2 separate regions of the Mus musculus genome follow, and region 2 is linked to region 1. Evidence: chromatin contacts called from public Hi-C data. All regions are on one chromosome and are shown on one strand. The core of a region is the stretch at or near the end of the contact, and the rest is flanking DNA. Distances in the headings are between cores, read along the strand shown. Region 1 has its middle 56 kb from the start of Gm40638. Region 2 has its middle 19 kb from the start of Prep.

Region 1 (6,420 bases), core at 1,966-4,465:
GGGAGGCTAAGAGCATCTCTCAGCAAAGTAGCTTAGGCGTTTCTCCTAAACTACTCATCAGAAAGAGGTTGTCAGACTCTGTCAGACTGACCTCCCCACCTCCTCTCTTCAAGCAGAAAGTTTGTCTTCAGGAAGTAGCTAGTGGGATTTCCCAGTTGCAGACAGATAACCTGGAAGGTACAGCAAGTAGTAATAGCCTTGGGGTTATGACAAAGATAGCTGAAAATCAGATTCTTCAAGCCTGGGAATAGGGGTCCAGCAGCCAGTTCTGGGAGCTTCAACTTCCCCAGTAAGTCAGCGGTGGACCTTGCAAGGGCGATACTGCTCAAAGAATCCTGAATCCTAAAGCCCTATAGTGCTGGGAGAAAGTGAGGGAGAAACGACCCAAACAGGTCAAACCGTCTGCAGCAATAGGATGACATCGATCTGACACCATATCCTGTCTAGCGATCCTGTTGCTCCTTTTCCAGCCGGCCTATGGAGGAGCAGCTTTCGATACACTTTCCATGTGGGTGGGAAGTAAAAAACTAAGGCTCCACATTTATTTGTGTATTCAAGAATTCAAGAAGAGGCTGTCCATGGAAAAGTTGATACAGGTCTCCTAGGGTCACCATGTGCTCTGCTTTCCAGCAGCAGAAGTGGAACTGTGGAATGGGGGCACTTTAGGAACAGCCATCTTCTAGGAGGGAGGCCTGCTGGAAAGGCGTCGTAAACTACTGAAAAGCTGAAGTGGAAAAATCCAAATAATATTTTGGTCAAAAATTGAATAATAAAGAGAAGGGGGAGAAGGGAGAGGAAGGGGAGGAGGAGGAAGAATAGAAAAGAAAGGAAGGAAGGAAGGAAGGAAGGAAGGAAGGAAGGAAGGAAGGAAGGAAGGAAGAAAAGACCTGTTCTTCCCCTTGGTAAAACTAAATAAACTGTTTTTCTGTCATCAGAACTCTAGGCCACAGCTCCTTTATCCATTCCTATTGTTTTTTTCAAGTTAGGAGAGAAGAAATCCATGCATAGAGCAGGCTTCCTCAGGTGAGATATGTTGGGATGTCTCCACAGAGCAAGCCTCCTCAGGTGGGATGTGTTGGGATGTCTCCACAGAGCAAGCCTCCTCAGGTGAGATGTGTTGGGATGCCTCTGGCTATCTGTACTTGGAGCCTAGACAGAACTAATAGTGGACATCTTTGAATCTCCACTCTAGCTCCAAGGGTATGAGTCCCTCCAGAAGCTTCCTCCTAGTGGATTCACTGCTGCCCAAGATTCTTGGCCCTTTTCTCCATTGTACGCTCAGAGGAGGAAGAAGTGTTTTATTCAGGAGCATAGGCCTAGAAGATTTCCTTGGGTAACCTACTCATGTAAAGAGAAATCCTCCCAGGAGCCCTGCCCTTGCTTTCTTTAACTCTAAGCTCCCCCATTGTGTTTTCAAGATAGGCTTCCTTTTGACCCCAGGCAGGTCAGGCAGGCCATATGTTCAAGGGAGCCCTCAATCCCCACTGAGTTGCTCAAGCCTATAGCCCCCAATGCTCTCCTGAGTCTCTACAATCTCCTCTCCTCCCACTTCTCTGATCCCCAAAACATTGTGTGTGCTCTCCGAGCCTTTCTGTTTCCCCCTGTACACAGTCCCGTCCATTGCTTCAAATGCCCTCCTTCATTTTTCCCATAAGAAGCTGAACTAAAGAATATATTAGGTGTGTTCCATGGTACCTAAACCTGTTTCAAAACTGGATTGAGCCATGTAATGAAAAGCAAAAGAACTCTTTCTCTGAGACAATAATTTATTTCTCTCCAGTGAGATGAATAGATCTTATTTCTAAGAGCCTCCAGCTATCTGACTGTGTGACTCACTAGCATTTTACAAGATGTATGAGAATCCTATGTCTTTAAGGTTGAAGATTCATTCCATGGGGAAGATCTTCAGTATCTTCCATGTTATACCAACGCAAGCTAAGTATACTTGACCTACTACATCTGTTCCTCTCATCTATTTGATCAAGTTCATGCTTTTGCTATTATATGCATGGAAGGGCTCTGTTGTATTTTTTATTTAGTAATGCATTCTAGCTCATATGTACATGAGGATTTTTGTTTCAATTGTGACCCTTGATCTGGAACTTTCTATTCTGTGTATAGAGAATGGAGAAATAATTGGGCAAATCGTGGCCAATCTTATAAAAGTTCACAGATGCCTCTTTGAATGCAACAGTTCATAATGATTTAAACGAGACTTTGTGCCCTAACTTTCATCTCAATATATGAGGTGGGTGGTGGGGGAGGGAGGAAGTGGATCGATGGCCAAAACTGAGTTTTGATCCCTGCTCTCACCCGGGCCCTACCCACAAACACCATCTAAAGCAAGACCAGTTGTCAGCACTTCATTCATGAGCATCATTACCAAAATTCCACAATTCACTTATGGTATCAAAGGTTTGTTTTAATGGAAATAATTTATATGGCATCTTCTCTGGGAAGAATCAGAAAGGTCCATTTGCTGTCTTGACTTTGAACATTGTGGTCTGAGTTCAGTTACATGCTTCAGAGTCAAAAGCCTGCTGCAGCCCACACTAAAATGGATGCTACAGATGTCACCCAGAACCCATGGAAACACAGAACTTAGAGTCGGGAAGGAAAGTGAAGAGGGAGGTTTTCTCTTCTGACATCTCTCTAACAACTGTGTCTAACCTGAAAATGTGGCTCCAATCCTTCTCAGAACTATTATTTTCTTTACAGCAAAGTTCTAAAAACTTGGTTTCTTTTGATTTCTCCCCCCCTGGCAGGAAAATGACACATTTGGGGCCAAGGCATTAAAGTGTGGTCTCTTGGGAAAAGGGGGGAGGGCTATTGCTCTCGAGCCCACAAACAGTTGCAGGTGCAAAAAATGTGCACACGAAAAGGGAGGTCTGGTAGAGGCCCTTTTAAAATGTGGCCTTTTAAGTTCAATAAATCTCTTTGCTCTCCCCTTTGTGAGCTGTGTGCGTTCCTCCCACACTCTAATGCACATTTCAGTCTCCAATGTGGCCTCCAGAAGGAATCTCCGTGTTTGTTGTGAAGTTTTCCGTAATTACATAATCATTGAAGTCTGTGAGGTGGCTGAAAAATGCAAACCCGGGGATTACAGTAACATAATTAGGCTGCTTCCTGTAAGAGCCAAGCTTCTCGGGTCAGGCTTTGATTGGCTGCCCTCGGACCCTTCCTTTTCCTCAGTGAATCACAGCTCAATGGGCCTTTCTGCAGGCCAACTGCTGCGAGGCATTTTAACAGCGTGCTTTTTGTGCGCCCTGAATGAGTTCTGTACACACCCTCTGCATCAGTTTGATTAAGAAGGCAGGGGCAGGGGAGCCAGAGGGCTGTGGTTTCTCGGATGCCTTCGTGTCTGTGTGGTGACAGAGCCAATGCTTACTTTGTCTGGGCCGCAGTACCTTGACTCATCTGGTGGTGTCTAGAAGCCTTGAGTCCTGGCTTTGGGGTATTGGTAGCAAGAAAGAGAAGAAAGGGCAGAGAAAAGCTGAGTTTTGCGTGTGTAATGGAATTTGGTAGCTGATGTGCATCATTCATTCTCAGGTGGGTAGGGAAGATGATATATCACAAACAACCCGCCCACAAATAGCTTTCTATTCTAGGCAGTGTCATAACCATAACCCAAACCTAACCCTTTCTATTATGGGCTACATTGGCCCATAGGATCTACTTCCTCCTCTCCTAACCACTCTTGGAAATGGGAAATGATTCTTCTTGAGCTTCTGTGTCCATCTTTCTCCTCCTTTTGATAATCTCAGCGCACATGGAGGCCTCAGAAAAGTATAAAGTCCAGGTAACACTGATTACTTTGAAAATAAGGATAGTCATTTAGGAAACTTAAAAAAAAAAACACTTGATTTGGTGGATTCTTATTAAAAATCATCAATTGCTCATCAGTGGTCCCAAGTCAGGGGAGCAGCTGTCAAGTAAGGGAAGATGACCAGAAGGAAATCTTCCCCTTAATTTAATCCTGCACCAATGAGCAGAATAAGATGTCAGAGTTTTTTGTTTGGAAAAAAAAAATAGTAGAGTAGTTCAAATGGAGACAGACATCTAATTGTCAGGAGCATCCAATGGACTTGATGGCCACAGCATTTCTCTTAAGCAGATAGCTCGTTCATCACAGTGGGTAAAGGCCCAAGTGGGAATGTTCTGAAAGTCTTTCCTCTACTTTGGAAGATTCTCTTGCTCTGTTTTCAAGAACCCTTCAGGTCTTCTCATCCATTCTGTTGGGTTTCCTCGCAGAGAAAATTCCAGTTTCACTAAATATTCTTTCTTTGTGTCTACACTTTCAAAGTCTTAACATAACTGTGTTTCTTGATACACATTTCCTAAGTGAGGGTGTCTTTAGGAAGTGAACAAAGCACTGCAAATTTTGACTGAATCACGTTTTTGAAAATAGTGCTTTGTCCTCCTCTCTGTCAACGCCAAAAACCAAAGCTCTTGCTGATATACAGTACATCTAAACTATCCATGGGGGAGCTAAGCAACCATAAAGAAATGAAAGATTGCCTTTGCTGTATAAGTTGAAACTAGTATAAGAAACTTAGATTATATTAGAATTCTCTTCATTTTAGTTATCTCAAAAATATTTCAGTAGGGCCCTTAAAAGTAAAATAAAACTAAGTTGCTGCAAATATGATTCAGGTTGAAAGGAGACATACTCATGTCAATGCGTGTGTGTGTGTGTGTGTGTGTGTGTGTGTGTGTGTGTGTGTGTATACACTCACACACACAAGGTTTCAGCTCCTCTGAGGTTGCTATACTGAGGATCTTAGGTACTTGCTGTTTTACAGTAGATGTTTTCCACAGAACAGGCTTTTCTACTGGCCAACTTCAAAATTGGCTCCCTGCAGAGAAGTCTGGGTTGAAAGAAGGACAAACAAGACAGAGGCCATGGTCACTTTCAACCCTCTTCTTGGAAGTATTCATTGTCTCTCTCTTCATATTTAACTAGTTAGAAGTAGAGGTGTGTGGCCAGATAAAATCTCTGCTTAGAGGAAGAGAGTTGCACACTTCACAAACACCAGAAGGTAGGGCTCACTGGGAGCATCTTTGATGCCATCTACCACTTATTGTCCACAGAGTTCTCAATTCTTCCTTGCACTCACCTCGAGGCTCTGACTATAATCAGTATGTGAGCCTTCCAGGAGAATCAATAAAAGCCCTTGGTAAAGGGTAGAACTTCAGCTTTCTTCAAGTTATTGAATTATTATTCACTCAGAAGACATGCAACCAATTCTATAGGCATTGGCAAAGATAAGCCATCTGTGCCCAAGTAAAAACCTACTTGATATTAGTTATTACATTACCATCTGCCTCAGAATTAGTTATGTCACCCTAGTGACCTATTGCTAAACAGTAAGGTATCCAAACTTAGCAGCTTAAAATAAATAAGCATTATTTTTATATACAGAGCTCTATGAGTCAGAAATTCAGACGTGCCTGATTAGGGTTCCTACAGTCTCTCAAGAAGCTGTAGTCAAGATGTTGATTAAAGCTGTCATCACCTAAAGGCTTAGTGGAGGCTAAGTATCTACTTATTTGGTGGCCACTCTCCTGTCAGCAAGATACTGGTGAGTCTCTAAAGAGCTTCAGGTCCTTACCACGTGGTCACTCTACCGGATTGTTTTCGTGGGTTCATTATATGGTATCTGACCTTCCCCAGAAAAATGGAACTTAAATTGATTATGAGATGCCCAGGAAATGTTTTAAATCTCAGTTTCGATTCTTCTCTTAATGTTTATCTACCTGGCAGGCACAAGATGGGTGAATTCCAGAGGACTAAATACAACTATTATGTCCCCAAATGATTCAACCAAGAGGGACATGAGACCCCCCCACTGATAGAAGTCAATACATGGGAAGCAGATAGACAGAGTAACAGCAAATCAGAGAGGTGGAGCTACAAGAGAGAGCAGAAGACAGACAGAATAGGTGCTGTTTCATGTGTGAACATTTTCTACCCATGGACACAGAACTCACAGGTGTAGAGTCTGTGGATACAGAAGGCGGTCCCATTGCTTCCCCGTCTATCCCAACTACTACTAAACAACTGAATCGTGTGCTCCTGGAGACGGGATAATTAATTTTATTTACTTGGCACCATTTACCACATCTTCCTGTACACTTTGAAACAGTTCTCATGTTTCCTAAATATTTGTGGACCTGATGGCATTGTGAGATGCTAAATATTTTCTCATGTGCTTCTGTTCCACATTCACTCCCATTTCAGAAGTACAGTTGACCTCAGACTTCCTTACCTTAGGGGAAGACAGAGGCACTGTAGAACCGTCAACCACCAGACATTGGGGCTTTAGTATTTGAGACCTAAACACCTAAGGAAAGGAAGGAAGTTTGGTGCGGTAAATGGAGGGGAGGGTTTCTAGGTGTAGACAGAGCAACTAGAGAAGT
Region 2 (6,420 bases), core at 2,330-4,829, 160 kb after region 1:
CCTCTTATCAGGTTCCAAATGAATAAAGCGAATAAGATGAGTCTGAAGTGCTGCTGCTGCTGGCCCAGGGATTGCTCTTCACACACTGAAAGCTGGAGCTTTGCTGCCCCCTGTTGACCGCAATCACAAATAATAAATCTTGTCCGCAAGTCACAAGCGTCATAGTTTTAAAAGTCTTTCGAACCTGGCCTACTCAACCTTAATTGTTCAAGTGGTAAAAGAACCTAGATTGCAGATCCTAGGAGGAATGTGTGACTTTCTCGGGATCACTGAGAGAGAGGCAAATCCGGGGCTATAAAATACGCTGGGCCGTGGAGCTCAGTGGTTGTTTCCCTTTATCAGTTACTCTCCCCATTGTGTAGGTGCCCTTTACACAACACCGGAAGCACCAGTGTGCCTGGATCCAACAAAGCAACAAGTCATATCCTCAGCCATGTTATAGAGAAACCATTTTACACCTTTCCAAAGTGCTCTAAGCATGGGTTCACTCGCAATGACAGTCAGAGAAGTTAGAGTGTTTCTGAAGAATAAGGCAGGTGGGCCTCAGGTGTCTGACTGCATGGTTGTCTGAAAAAAAAAAAAAGGAGGCTTCGATCCTGATCTTTGGCTTGGATGATCCTGATCTCAGCTTTACATGTGTCAGAGGGTCCGTGCTTGGCTCTAAACGACAAAGAGCTGGAACAGGAGTCAATAAAAATGGTAAGGACCTCTCTACACTTTGGTGGGACTGGGGGTACTGGCTCTCCCTGAGAGTAGAGACAGCTCCTTGGAGTCCTGGGCTGTTTCCCAGGCATTAGCATCCTACTGGGAGGAGAAAGCTCTGCCTTTAGGGGCTTTGTGGGAGCCTGGTCTTTGGAAAGCCAGAACTAGGACAGAGCCTAGTGACACCTGGCTGAGCACATTTATTAGCACACAGTAAATACCACTGATGACACCTGGAATCAATTAAGAAGAGACTCTGAAAGGGGTTTGGAGTCCTTTCTGCTACTGTGATAGTGACCAAGCAAGAGAAAGGCTGTCTGATTTCCATGACCAGAATTAGGCCACAACTCGTCCCTGTTAATTCCACCAGTACAAATACAGTCCTCTCTTGGTATCTTCCGAAGACTGGGTCCAGGCTCCCCACCACTATCCAAGCCCAGGGAAGCAAAAAATTTGCCAGCACTCAGTCCCTTCCACAAAGTGACTGTTTGCATATAATCTGTGCCTGTCTTCCCGTGTGATAATCATCTCTAATTGTGATGTCATAGCTGATACCACAGGAAAGCCATGTAAATGAATGTTTTAATGAATGGCCAGGGCCTAATGACAAGAGAAAGCCTGGACACATTCAATACAGATACAATTGTTTTGGCAAAATGTTTCAATCCACGTTGGTAGAGACTGCTAATATAGAGTCTGCCAATACAGAGCACCGAGTGTACAAGATCCAAAAGTGTGCAGAACTTTAAAAAGGAAAGAGTAATCGCAACAATCCAATCTTAAAAAGTTATTAAATCTTAAGACTGTTAAATCTATGTAAGTTGAGGTATATTATGTATAGGATATGTATTATGTGTCTATAAAGACATTGCCTACCCTTTCTGCCTCTCTAAGGTGTGTGGCAGCCTTGAAGGTGTGAGATGCATCTAAATGGAAGGAGGTGCTCACCTTTTTAACCATTCTTATTTGGTTTGCAATTAGCTGTGGCCCTGCCTTTTCCTTCGGTCAACCTAGCACGAACAAAAGCAACACACAGTTCTTGGTAGAGATTTCTGAGATGTGTTTAGCTGTTTTCTCAAACTGGATGGTCATGGCACACACTGGAGCACTGGATCTGGTCCTTGGCTGACTAAATATGCAGCGAGGCCCTGTGTTACCCGCCCTGGACATAAAACGAAAGAGAGAAACAAACCTTTCCTCATTTAAGCCACTGATACGTGGTTTTTCTAAAACTCCTAATTATATGGCTTCTCCTGCATGCTCTAGTATCCATCTACATCTATGCTACAAGTACAATGTATTTTAAAATCATGCCGCAGGGGTCTGGAGAGTTGGCTCAGCAGTTAAGAGAACTTGCTGCTTTTATAGAGGACCTGAGTTTGATTCCCAACTCGTGTCAGGAAGCTCACAACCACTTGTAACCCCCTCTCCAGTGGCTCTCTAACCTTCACAGGTCCCCACACTCACATACAGAAACCCACACAGACACAGATACACATACATATAATTCAAAATAAAATAAAAAGCATGGTGTGGTGATGGTGGCCCATGCCTTTAACCCCAGCAGGTGGGAGGCAAAGTCAGGCAGATCTCTAAGTTTGATGCCAGCATGGTTTACACAGTGAATTCCACAACAGCCAAGGCTACATGGAGAAACATTCTCTCAAAACAAAAAAACAAACAAAAAAAATCAACCTATCAATCTATCAATAAAGCACCTAATTGAGGTAAATGAAAAGGGAATTCTTGGAAGAGAAGTTTAGGGAAATGCATATATTTTTAAGATGGGCAGTGAGACCGAAAGTACTGCTGTACCCACAGAGACTGCTAGATCTGAATAATGGTTAACAATCAGATCTCTGAGTTCCAGGACAGCCAGGGCTATACAGAGAAACCCTGTCTTGAAAAACCAAAAATCAAAAAACCAAAAAGAAAAAAAGAAAAAAAAAAGGATGGTGATGGTTTTAGGTGATGGAAAAATACTAATCTCTGATCATTACAATGCAAACTAGCATCAGGGAGAACCCATCCCTTGCTTGGATTTCTAGGAGCCTGTATTTTAAATGAAGGCAAAGGAGAGCCCTAGCATTCAGATTATCCTAGACACGTTACCTATGAAACTATTTGCTTGTCTTGATGGCGGAGGACCCTATGAGTCACGAGCGTAGACATATGATCTTTAAACGTCTGAATTTGGACGTAAGCAAAGAGAAACAGAGCCACAGGCAGACAAAGATAAGAGCTTCCTGGTTCCCTGTCCCTTCTTATCTCCGTCAATGTCAGCGTTAGCTGCGAGGCTCAATGAAGAGCCTCCATCTCCAGATCTTTCCTTTGACCACTTTCATCTGCGCCTTACAGTGCTGGGGAGAACACCCTAGACGTGCTGTGGAGTGAAAGGAGCAGGTGACACAGGTGGAGGGAAGAAGCAGCCAAACAATGAAGCCTTTGAAGGGAGCCAGTTTCCTAACAGCAACTAGGGCTAATTAGTACCTGTGCGGGCAGTCACCTCAACTCTCGTTTTAAAACACCCATTCCTCTTTCTTCACCTGCTAGAGAGAAATTCTGAGGACAGCGGCTTGCCGCCCTCCAACCCAGACAGGTCAAACTTCTTTGTCCTTCCTGAGTGCACTGTGAAGAAAGCCGCGACACAAAGGGAATGTTTTTGTTGGCAGTCAGTTCAGAGCATGTTGACATCTCTGTTTTTAACAACCCTCTGGTCAGCCTGGGCGTAGTCACTCTTTTGAAAGTCGAGTCTTGAGGAAGTAGGTCACGAGAGCCAGTGTTTGGCTCCCCTGAGCGTGACTGAACCCAGGCGTTCACTACTTGTGTGTGGCTTTAGAATGGGTGTCTTGCTGACACCGAGTGCCACCTGCTGATTCACCAACCTGCATGGCTAGTTACTCCAGCTGACCAGCAAGGCTGGACTGTTTCCTCAGAGCAGGGCACGCTGGGCAAACAAACAACTCGTTGCTGACCAAAGCATAAAAAATTACATGGCAGAAGGACTAGGGTTGACAGAAGTAACCCAAGAGGGCCTCAATACACTGGTGTGAAGGGATTAGACATGGGACGGAGACAAGAGATGTGAGGAAGGCTGAGGCAACAGACCAAAGGCTGAGTGGGGAAGTGAGCAGGGGTTTCCCATTCTGAGGCAGGGGCTTACTTGCCAGTGTCCCTGAAACCCATCTTCTTTTCTTCTTCGTCACACGCAGGCCCCAGTTTTCAGGTTCCTTTATAATCTGGGGTAGCCACGAGACTGGATCTGACTAATGGAGCAGAAGCGAAGCAATAATGTGTGCTACTTTCAGGCCTGACCCATAAAAAACACCTGCTCATAACCCTGTCTCCCCTCCTACTTGCCAGGTGGTAACACTAGAATCCAAGCATCTATGCTAGGCAGCCAGGCTCTGCAAGATGCTGAGCCATCTTCCCTCTTTCTTGCCTCTGGGTACTGCTGACTTGAAGCTGTTCGATCCCAGGACTTAAGAAGGAAACGCGTTGTCTGTTCCCTGGGTCCCTGATCTCTCATTACAGCAGGTCTGCCCCCGTTCATATTTTTGGTCATATCAATAATATTATCAGACTCACACACCGTAGAAGTGATTTACTCTGAAGTAAATTGCTCTAGCTCCCCTCTGACAAGGAATATAGGAGACTTGTTTTCTCCTCCAGCTTCTCTCTCTCTCCCAGTGCCTGCACTGCTCTGCGCATGCGCACCAGCCACACCGCCCTCTCACATTGCCTCCATTGTATACCTTGCTCTTAGCTCCCAAGGCATCTTCCCTAAATATCTACCACTGTGTCTTCCCTCCCCAGCCCTCCCTCCAGAGCTATAACCATTTCAGCCTTTCTCATTCTTGAGATTTCAGCTTAGGAGGTTTTCATATATTTTGTGACTCCTTTGCTTTTTCTGTCCCTTCTACCCAGATGTTATATACATGGGTATGTTAAGTGACTATCTGCTTTGAAACGGACTTTTATTATTAAAGGAAAAACAAGGTGAAGTTCTGCCCTTTGACTGGTATTTGTATTTAACCTGGAATGGCTCCTCTGTCCAGTTTCCTGGGTGTGCTCATGTGTGCATACGAAGGATCATTTTCCCCCCTGAGAGATGCTTGGAAAAAAAATAAAAAAGGTTGATGCAAATGAGAAGATCGAATATATATAAGAAATGGGGACCTTTGAAGTCCTTTTAGCAAAAGACAGGTCAACCTCAGAGTGCGAGCTTAGATGTTACTCTGAAGAACAGTAGGTTTCAGTGGAATGTAGGCCAGCGAGAGGAGAGGGAGAGGAGAGGAGAGGAGAGGAGAGGAGAGGAGAGGAGAGGAGGCCAAGAACTCACGGATTACTCAATATCTAAACGCAGGAAGGCAAAGAAAGGCTAGAGAAAGCAAAGGAGACTCTACCCTTATTACATTTTAAAAGTATTATTGAGACATTGTAAGTTACCAGGTGGCACACGCCTTTAATCCCAGCACTCGGGAGACAGAGGCAGGCGGATTTCTGAGTTCGAGGCCAGCCTGGTCTACAAAGTGAGTTCCAGAACAGCCAGGGCTATACAGAGAAACCCTGTCTCTAAAAACAAAACAAAACAAAACAAAACAAAACAAAAAAAAACCACAAAAAAAATTCTCAATAATGCATTTCTCACTTATTGTGTATTATAACAGTAAATCGATTCATTACTAGATAATCTTTTAAAAAGTTGTGCCTTTATCCTAGAGAAATCTGGAGACAGACATTCATCCTGAGGTATGCACAAGGGAGAAAGCTCTTGAGGGAGCTGTGGGAAAAGTCTCCACCAAAACAGGCTGGACACACTTGATGTCATAGAAAAAACAAGAAATCCCAGGGGGAATCTTTCCCTGTAAGGTTCAGACAACAATATACTCAAGGACCAAGCCAGAGTCTGTGGCTTGAAAAATAGAGTAAAACCTCAGACCAGACCCGTGGCAGAAAGCAGAGCTATAGAGATTATTGGGCCGTGAGTCCAGTAGCCTCACTTTCCAGGAGTCTTAGAAAACATTTGCAAGAAAACGACCTAAGAAACAGGCACTTCCTACACTCTGTTCAGATGAAAAGTTTCGCTGCCCGCCGTGTAATCAAAGCCAGGCAGAGACAAACAGGTTGGTCAAGAAAGCTATCATCTGTACTTACCAATAGGAGTGAAAGTCTAGTGCTTACAGAGAGGAGCCACCCCAAGTTAAGGCAGGGAACAAATCTGAGTCCGGCCAGCAGAGGGCAGTACATTCAACTTTGAGACTCTGAAGGGCTGTAACTTAGGAGTTGGCCAAATGCCATTATGTCTTACTGGATAATACCAGTGAGGGATTGCCTGTGAAAATCGGGCTACTTTCGAAAGGTGAGAAATGATCAGAGCGCACACAGTTCCTGAGGTGCGGGCTTTCAAAGTTTGATGATCAGAACTGCAGGGTTTCCTGTCAGGCACCTGGGTGGTGGGATGTGAATGTGTCCTTTCCTTTATCCTCTAGACGCCAAACCCTTACCAGTGGCTCTCAACCTTCCTAGGATGCGCTCCTTTAATAGGGTTGTGGTCACCCCCAACCATAAAATTATTTTGTTGCTACTTAATAACTCTAATTTTGCTCCTGTTATGAATCTTAATGTAAATACTTGATATGCAGGATATCTGGTATGCGACCCTTGTGAAAGGGAGGTTTGACAACCCCTCCCCCCATTGACCCACGAGTTGAACAC

Evidence for each region. Hi-C and Micro-C count contacts between places; a contact is called where the count stands out from the background.
Region 2: a Hi-C map of uterus shows a contact between it and region 1, with 3 times the contacts expected there. The contact joins two enhancer-like sites. A contact is called at or near these places in 2 of 484 Hi-C or Micro-C datasets (epidermal suprabasal cells and uterus) and 1 of 115 datasets of contacts at active chromatin or transcription factors (pancreatic cancer cells).

The regions. Positions count from the first base shown.
Region 1 is chr10:44,884,271-44,890,690 of GRCm38.p6, forward strand. No RefSeq gene overlaps it. Among named protein-coding and RNA genes, the nearest start is that of Gm40638, 56 kb to the right of the region's middle. Within about 2 kb of position 3,216, at least 56 of the 459 cell types and tissues checked have an H3K27ac peak or open chromatin away from gene starts, as enhancers often do. A contact at or near this core is called in uterus, where this site is marked.
Region 2 is chr10:45,045,367-45,051,786 of GRCm38.p6, forward strand. No RefSeq gene overlaps it. Among named protein-coding and RNA genes, the nearest start is that of Prep, 19 kb to the right of the region's middle. Within about 2 kb of position 3,580, at least 85 of the 459 cell types and tissues checked have an H3K27ac peak or open chromatin away from gene starts, as enhancers often do. A contact at or near this core is called in uterus, where this site is marked.